Regions from separate parts of the Oryctolagus cuniculus genome. Here region 2 is linked to region 1. A link is a contact called in public Micro-C data. All regions are on one chromosome and are shown on one strand. The core of a region is the stretch at or near the end of the contact, and the rest is flanking DNA. Distances in the headings are between cores, read along the strand shown.

What was found. A called contact is a pair of places that touch in the nucleus more often than the background predicts.
Region 2: a contact with region 1 is called in a Micro-C map of ear pinna, with 7 times the contacts expected there. The contact joins the promoter of KLHL28 here to the promoter of FKBP3 in region 1. A contact is called at or near these places in 3 of 6 Hi-C or Micro-C datasets (ear pinna, psoas muscle and an unstated tissue).

The regions. Positions count from the first base shown.
Region 1 is chr12:30,797,819-30,802,352 of mOryCun1.1, forward strand. It overlaps FKBP3 (FKBP prolyl isomerase 3), which reads left to right and starts at 2,569. Exons shown (of 7, transcript XM_002718166.5): 1 at 2,569-2,783. The coding sequence starts at 2,676. It overlaps FANCM (FA complementation group M), which reads right to left and starts at 1,538. Exons shown (of 24, transcript XM_008269550.4): 1 at 828-1,538; 2 at 98-270. The coding sequence starts at 1,335.
Region 2 is chr12:30,935,234-30,939,767 of mOryCun1.1, forward strand. KLHL28 (kelch like family member 28) reads left to right here and starts at 1,768. Exons shown (of 5, transcript XM_008269539.4): 1 at 1,768-2,023. TOGARAM1 (TOG array regulator of axonemal microtubules 1) reads right to left here and starts at 1,859. Exons shown (of 21, transcript XM_070053706.1): 1 at 1,755-1,859; 2 at 1-1,550. The coding sequence starts at 1,455.

The DNA.
Region 1 (4,534 bases), core at 1,319-3,818:
ATAACAATAATAACTTCCACCACTAATAACTATTCCTTAAAATACTTAACAATATGATATGGTTACACTACAAAATACCATTGAACAAAATTATTACCTGGCAATAAGCATAGTTTCCAAGAGCTTTATGAGCTTCATCAATCACTAGACACTTTATCTCAGCAGCAGGACAAGTTCCTCTAGAAAGGTCATTTACCATGACTTGAGGTGTAAGAAAAAGGACTCTCTTACTGCACCACACTTCTTTCCTGGTGAAAACTTGAGTGGACCCTGTAAACAAATGTTGACATTCTTCACTGTAAACTTCAGACCATAAAATATAGACAGCCTGGCCTAGTTTCAGAATGCATACAGGCTTTGGAGAAAGTTTTGGTAATCCATTGGAATGCTACATTTTAAATCTCTGGTGTGGTCCGAAAAAAAAAAAAAAAAAAAAAGCTCTTTTCTAGGACCACAAATAGATGATTTGTCTCTAGGGAATTCCTAGAACATGTTACAATACTTGAAGAGAAGCAAATTCTTCAACTGGGAAATCAATCCAGGCAAAAATGTCAGGAAAGATCATGGTTTGTGATCCATGAGATACACACAAGTAATTGCCTCAAAACACCCTGAACAAGCTCCAGGGATTCTCTGAAAACTGGACACAGTAACCCTATTCGTTATTGTTTAACTTGATATGATAGAATGCCGTTTAAGGGAGATTTAAGATACTGTGATTTGGGAACAAGGGTCAGGAAGTCCTGTAGCTCTGTTTCCACTGAATGCCTGCTCTCCCTGGGCACTCAGCCCTTAATTTCCAATCACCCCCGCTCTCAATAACATACCTGTCATTTCGGCCATGTGTGACTGCGGGATGCCCATCACCTGGTAGCAAGCCTCGATCTGCTGTGTCACTAGCGGTTTTGTGGGAGCCATGAAAACCACCTTGCCGGAGGGGAACCAGCGGTAGAAATTGTACATGACCACGGCGGCAATAAAGGTCTTTCCCAGCCCGGTAGGCAGACACACCAGCGTGTTGCAGAACAGAGCAGTCCGGGAAATGTGCAGCTGGTAGTCCCGCACGGGGCAATTGGTAGGGTAAATCCACAGGGCACCCGCCGAGTAGCAAAACCCGCCATTCTCTAGACTCAGCTGTCGCTCAGCCTCGTACGCTGCAACCAGCAACACATCATCGTCGGAATCAGGCTGAGCTTCTGCCGCTGCAGGCAGAGGCGTCTCGGAGCTGCCGGGGCTCTGAGGCCGCTCGGTTCTGGAGCTGCAGCCCGGAGCCCCAGCGGATCGGGAAACGCTCGAGCCCCACGTCTGGAAAAGAGTTCTTTGCCGTCCGCTCATCAGGTCGACCACCACCAGAAGTTTCTCTCTGACAACGGCAGCTGCGACAGTTGAACTGCCACGGTTGCTTCCTCCATGAGACTTTTCGCACGAAACTCTGGAACGGGAGGGCGGGGTTGCAGGCAATTTATTAAGTCGAAAATGCCGCCATGGAGTTCGCGGTGGGAATATGATTGGCAGGCTTCCCGGAAATCCTTGCGGCGCCCCAGAGACGCATGCGCATTGCTAAGGAGTCACTCTAAATTTGTTCCCCGTGACAGTTTCTTTTTATTGCTCTAAATTTGAGTTCCGTTTTCATGATTAGGTGTGTCTGGGCGGCATTGCTAACCGGCGATCACTTATAAAGATGAAATAACTAACGTTGAGGTTCCGAGGACAGCAGAATACCTGTTATTTTGTAAAGTTAACGTCATTGAACTTCGAACACACCTTATTCCTTGTGTTTTTTTTCAGTCAGAAGATGAAGTGAAAACAAATGATACGCTTTGTCATTACTTTATCTAGGCTAAGAAAAGCCAAGTAGTTTTCACCGTGTTGAGTGGCAACCAACAGTTTGAAATTTTTATTGTTTAAAGGGACGTGAGTGTGCGCTGGTTCTGTGATGTTAGAAGAGAAGGCAAGGCGTTCTGATGTCCCATTATTACAGTTCTGTTACAGAGGAGGCTCGGATACGATTGTCGGCGTCTCCGCTCTAAACTGCAAGACTCTGAATAGCGTCTGTAAGTGTGTTCTCTCGTGCATTGAGGCAAAATGGGAACACATGGAGCCCTAATAATCCGCAGCAGCAGCAGCAGCAGCAGCAGCGTTAGCGCACCTCAGACTTGCTCTTAGTTCCTCGTGTTTGAGGAGGGGCCGTTTGTTTCATTTGCGGGAGCTTCAAAAGCCAAATAGTTGGATATGGGTTGTTTTGACGGACAAGGACTTAACCAATCTAGGCATGAATTTCTAGGCTAGAAGTAAAGATCAGGAATCTTGCTGCTTTATTTCGTTAAACAGGTTATAAACCTTTAAAGGCGCAGCAGGCCCTAGGGAATAAAGAGGCGTGGGTAATTACTGGTACATTTCACTACCCTCAGAGGTAGCCTCACAAGGGATCTAAGAGCGGACGTCGACTTGAGGTTTCAGGGTAGCAAGCCACCCCCGAAGGTTTTCTGCACGGACTCAACAAAGCAGCGCTCAGCGCACCCTGGACGTCGCTCAAGGGCCAGCGCCAATCCCATCTGGGAGCGCAGCGGCCCCGCCCCTCGAGCGCGTGAGGCGTCCTCGCCACGCCCACAAAGGGGCGGGGCGATGCCAAACCGAGGCGGGCTGGCTCAGTGAAGCTGAGGCAGCGGGGGAAGATGGCGGCGGCCGTTCCGCAGCGGGCGTGGACCGTGGAGCAGCTGCGCAGCGAGCAGCTGCCCAAGAAGGACATTATCAAGTTTCTGCAGGATCACGGTTCAGATTCGGTACCAGAGGCGGCGGGGCGGCCGGGCTAGTGCGGCTGCGGGAGGCTTCACCCCCCCGGAGATGCCCATACATTCCGTATTCCTCAGTGCCCCCGCCCTCGCCCTCCAGTGGCCGGTGGTCTGGAAGGCCGCGGCGGCCTCGTGGGCCCCGGCCCCGCGCTCACGCCCCTCCGGCCGGGCCTTGTCGGGAGGGCCGCAGATTGATTTCCCGGGGCCTGGAGGCTGCAGTCGTAGAATTTGAGCCCCACTGCGGGGATCTCTTAGTGGGGGCGGAGGTCAGGCAGAAAGAAACCCCGAGCTACGCGGGGTTGAGGCGGGGTGGGGGGCAGGAATCTGGGTTTGAATGAAACCCCGGTCTACCGGGGAGACGGGAAAGGATACGAAGATCTGCCTGGGAACAGTGTTGACAACTTACATGTTGCACCAGTTTACTGAGTACTGGCGATGAATGCGTGTGGTTTTCAAAAACCAGTAGATTGTAGTTTTTTTTGCTTTGTTTTTACTTTTTGTTTTTAAATGTTAACGCTTAAAATGACCTTTTCACCCTTTTTTACTTAGGGGACTTATTTGCACATTTCTTTTGTACGGTGGTCCTTCATTGTTAAAAACGAACAGATCAAGAAATTTATTTGTCATTCTTCATAGCGTTTGCCCTGCATTTTTCAGCATAGTCTCCATCTTGAGTACCTATCTGTAGTCACAAGTTATTTTTGTCAGACCTGGCTTGTTTGTCCTTCAGGAATAAAGATCATTCACGCCTCTCTTAAATTGCTGCCCTACTGTACACTTTGGTGTGTGCTTAGCTTCCTCCACTTGTCAGAAATGGAAGCAGCAGCCTGCAGTCTTTACAGTTTTTTTTTTTTAATTCTAAACTTGCATTTTAAAATTGTTTCTGGATTCTTCTGCGGGGATTCTTTCAATTCTTTACACATGAATAACTGCCCAGGTCTCAGCACCTTAGATTTATGCAGTAAATATACAACATACTTAGAAGAACACTTATTCTCAGTGTTTGGGTATGTAGGGTGAAAAAGAAAGATGGGATTATTTTATCTTAAGCCAATTCGTATTTCTGTTGAAACAAAAGGATAGACATTATCATTAACATTGAATGGCTCAGTACCGCTTTCATCAAATGCTTATAAAGACAAATCATCCCAAGTGGAATGTCCCAGCATGGGACAATTTCAAGAGGCTTGGATTATAAAAAAAAAATTAAGTTTTTAACAGTAATCATTTAAACGCATATTTCCCAGTGATCATTCACATACATAAACATTTCCTAACCATTTTATTGTTCATAATATAGCAGAGATGTTGGTATTTCAGATATTCTTCTGGAAACCTAGAGAAATCACCAGACTGCTAGATAAATTTTATTTAATCAACTATTACCTCCTTTCTCCAATCAGCCTTTATCATATAGAACATTTCTCTAAGAGGGGGACACAGAAAACAAAGGGAAAAAATACAGTCATGCTAGTTTAGAGAACTGTTTTATCAAAAAGTTTAGAAGATCCCAAGGACAGCTCTGAGAAAGTAACCAAATAAGGAATCAAGCAAAGCCTACAAGGAAGAAAAGGGAGCAGAATAAAATAAGAAACAGAAAAGTTACCAAAATCCTTATGTTCCATGATTTTGAGATGAATATATTGTGGCTTGGTATTTAGTTGAAGTATCTGCCAACTTGGCTGTCTTATATTTGAAAAGAAATTGTTACCGTGGTCCCTTGTCTCAGGTCAGACAGCTAG
Region 2 (4,534 bases), core at 518-3,017, 140 kb after region 1:
TCTGGAATGCTTATGTTTGAGATGTTCCAGCAGTAAACAAAGCACCTGCTGAGGACCTACTTCCTTCATTAGCTTGAGGAAGATTTTCATGTATTCTTGCTTGATTACCAACTTATTGTCTGCCAGCACTTTGACAGAAGCTGCTATAACTGGTCCCAAGAATTGTTGTACCTGCTCTCCAAGGCGAGTAACTAGTATATGCAGGACCTGAAGTGTGCCATGGACCACTTTGAAGTTAGAATCGTCTAGCAAGTTATACAATAAGCTAATGAAACTAACAAGATTAGAATGAGGGGTAGAACTAGGGTTAAATTTTCCCAGCACCTGCTTTAATTCTTCAACAGCCTGAGTCCGGTTCTTATAGTCTTCCTGATCCAATAATCTTGAATGCAGCTCCTGAGGAATAATCCCAAATTTAAGATTGCTATTGGAAAGAGCCACCGCACAGGGAAGAGGCTCTTCGGGAAAACCAGACGCTTCAAGTTCCAAATAATAAGGAACCTGAGTTCCAAACTGGGTCTCCTGGCGGCGATTGTAGTGTCTCCTCAGAGCAGAGGGCAGGCGAGAGATATAGGACTGAAACCTCTCTTGGCCAAGTCGCTCCCCAATTTGTTGAAGTGCAGAGAAAGCTGTCTCCGATTCTTCTTCTATCTCCTGATCGCCAAGCTTTCGGGCTAGAGAGATGATTACCTCGGTGAGATCCAGGCCAAGCAACAAATCCTCAGGAGTAAGCAAGATCGGGAGCAATAGTGCCGTGGAAGCTCTAAGCCGAGTATCGGTACTTTCCAGTCCTTGCTGTATAAGCATTCTCAGCACCTGGCCAGAACTACGCTTCAGACATATGTGCAGGATCTGCAGCGCATCTTTCCGTAAGGCTGGATTCTCTTCTCGCAAGGAGACAACTAACTGAGGCAGAAGGGCCAGGCTAAAGGCCTCTTCCAGCTGGCCTGCCTCCCCTTGCCCCCGGAGAACGTCCGAGAGAAGTTGCAAGCAGAGCCGCTTCTCATCACTACCCCCTTCCACGAGCACCCGGCCCAGGGCCCTATACAATGCCTCCTTGCGTCTAGGGAAGCCAAGCCGGCCGCCCCGCCGCGGCAGAGCAGCTTGCAAAGCCTGTAAGGCCTCGGAAGGATCCGGGGCGGTGCGCAAGAGTTGAAGGAGCCGAGTCTCCTCTTCATCTCCCGCTGACAAACCACCTCCAGAGCTGGACCAGCTACTCGAGACCGCTTCCGCGGGCATCAAGAGGGTTGAGGCCAGAGGCAATGGTGTAGGGGGGCAGGAACCGTGGTCCCCAGCAGCTCCACGGCAGTAATAGTTTTTCTCTCCTCTCATGGCGCCCCCTATTCGACTATCATCAGTCTCTGAGGTGGAAGGACGACTGCGGCTCTGGAGGCGACCGGCACACGGGGTTGGAAGGGGCGGCAGCAGGAAGAGCGAGGAGGGCGCAGTCGCCATGGAGGGTCGTCAGGTGGCGCTGGCTGGAGGGAACCATTGCCGTCTCCCAGGGGCTCGATGGAGCCCAGCCTTTCAGTTCTTCTTCAAGCTCTAAGCTGCAGAGGATCAGAAGGAACAGCTTTAGCCAGGTGCCAGGCCGCCTCCGACTCCGGGAGGCAGCCTTTGGCAAAATGGCCCCCGCGTGAGCCCCAGACCCCACAGCCGCCACCGGGCGTAACCAGGGGCCCCACGTGACCAAACCGATCGCTTCCATGGTGATGCACCTAGCGCGGCTCCCCTGACCCCGGAAATCAAGTTACCGTGGTGGATGCTGGGTCTTGTAGTCCACGTCAGGTGTTATAGGCCGAAGGCTCCTGGAAGAGGAAGTCAGAACGCTGCGAACGTAGCTAGAGCGCCGAGGAGGACGGGTGGTGACAGAAGGAAGTGACGCTCTCCAAGCTCCGGGCGGAAGCTCCCCGCCCCACCCGTAAGAGTTGGGTTTGACCAGAGCCAAGAGAGGATCTTACCCGGGCTCCACTTGTCCACGGCTCCTCCTCCTGTCGCTGTCAGCGAGATTCCTGGGACTCAGGTATTTTCCTTTTGCTGTCCTCCCGCGGCGCGGGCTTTGGCAGAGTTTTGCCCGAGTGTCGCTGGTGCCAGAATGAGAGGTACGGGAATGAAGGGGAGCTGGCGGGGAAAGAGAGACGACATCTTCTTGTGCAGGGCTGGTGACCGCTGTAAATGCTTTTACTTCTCCACTACCCTGAGTGAGCGCGATGCTTTCATCCTGCCGCCCGCCTAACGGGACCGGCGGTCCGAACCAAGGCCCAGCTCACAGATCGGGTGCTCTTCTCCATTCCTGGTCCTTGGGGCCCTTACTCTCCCCGCCCTCCTCCCCTTGCCCTCTTTTCGTACTTCTCTTCACCTTCTAACGGAGGAGGGCAATGATTTTCTGTCACTTTCCCCTACGCCCGTCACTAAATTCTCTTTAAATGTACATCATCTGGAGCCGGGTCTGTTAGTCTCTGCAGCTAACCGCTCCCCTGTAGACGTTCCTCCGCGGGACTCAGACCTTCCCTCTACCCCGTCTCTGCCACCCGAGGCTCCCTGCAGGATTCTCACGGTCTCAGCAGCCGGTCGAGTCTCCAGGAGACGGAGGTTGCAAAGACGATTTCGGTTGCGGTGCAAGTTCATGGCATCGCGGTCCTAAGAGACTTCTGCTCCGTGGGTTTAGCAACGGTAGACGTTTGTTAAGGCGAACTGAGAATTTAGGCGGCGTTTTCTCAGTGAAACCTAAGCGGACACAGTTGAGTTGCAATGTCTAGTATGAGGCTGAATGATGTGGAGTATGAAATATAGCTGTCATTGTTGTTTTAATGGAATAATACAATTACTGTTGAATCATCCAATGAGGGAGGTCTTAGTTTTTATTTGAATAACTTCAAATGCAAGTATTCCTTCCCTGCTCCGCATGAGATGTCTTTTAAATACTTCTTTAAGTCTTGGAACGGTTGACTCACATGCCAAACCCCTTTATAAATAAAGTTGCTGGCTAGTGCAAGTTCAAAAATCTGAATTTTTCCTTAGAGCACAATTTGAACATCCTGGGTTTCTTTATTCTTGGGGAATAGAGCATTAATGTAAATGAGGCTGTGTAAATGTATATCCTATGTTTTGGTTTAAATTCTAGACAACTTGTTAGTTATTTTGATGTTTAAATGAATGTGTCCAAATTATTTCAGTAGGCCAAAATAAAGTTTATTTTATTTTTTTCTTCACATTTCATTTTAGCGACAGGATAAGGACAGGAAGTGAAAAAGAAAAGATGATTGTAATAGTTGTCAGTGGAAAAGAGTGTCCTCTTTATATTTCCTGCCTAAGAAGATCAAATGTATACTTTCACTTATGTATGTACAGACTTCAGGAAGGCAATTCGAACTAGAGAATGATGCGTAAGTTAGAATGCACACATTGGAATGCCAGTTTGTGTTGGAACAAATTACCGTTTCCAGTGATTGGAATTTTCAGGTTCCAAATCCAGTGCACTCTTCCTGTATCCAAGAACTTGGGAAGCCAGGTTAATAACTAGAGGTTATGTGGTAATCATGAAATCAGAGAAGAGAAACTTGGAAAATCTTGAATGATATTTCATCATCAACTCTATGGTAGAAGCTTAAGAATTACCCCTTCTCTCTATGAAGAATACTTTTTAAGGTACCTAGATTCTTAAATCCAGCCATTATCATATCCTTTCCCTATGAGCAAAGCTAGATGAGTATTGCTTTTGACCCTTCTTTTTCCTCTGGTCTCTGTATCACTGTATGTTATAGAGTGTAATTTATTTTATATCTGTTAGATTTTGTCATCTTGATGAAGACATGAAAAATACATTAGTCTTCATGATTTGATATTTTAAAAAATGCATCTTCGTTGGCATCACAGATTTTACTAATTATCTTTTAGGATTACATGTGGACATAAATCTCATCTATTGTATATTTTGTTTATTTCTATCACAAGAACAAAGTTTTTTTAAAAAAATATTATTCTTGGGGCCAGTGCTGTAGCACAGTAGGTCAACACCCTGGCCTGAAGCGCTGGCATCCCATATGGGTGCCCATTCATGACCTGGCTGCTCCACTTCCAATCCAGCTCTCTGTTATGTCCTAGGAAAGCAGTAGAAGATGGCCCCCCTGCACCCATGAGGGAGACCCAGAAAAAGCTCCTGGCTCCTGGCTTTAGATGGGCGCAGCTCCAGCTGTTGCGGCCTTCTGGGAAGTGAACCAGAGGATGGAAGATCTCTCTCTGTCTGCCTCTCCTCTCTCTGTGTAACTCCGACTTTCAAATAAATAAAAAATAAAAAAAATTATTCTTGAATTCTAAGGATCCCTGTGTACTAACTAGGAAATCTTTTATATTTAATTGTAGATATGTAGAGTACAAATTGTTATTCAAATTCTAGAATAGTGAAACACACTATTTTTTAAAAAGATTTTTTTATTTATTTGAAAGTCAGAGTTACACAGAGAGAGATCAGCACAGCTGATCAGCTGTGAGAGATCAGCACAGCGCCGACGAGCGAGAGTGTTAAAATTACAGG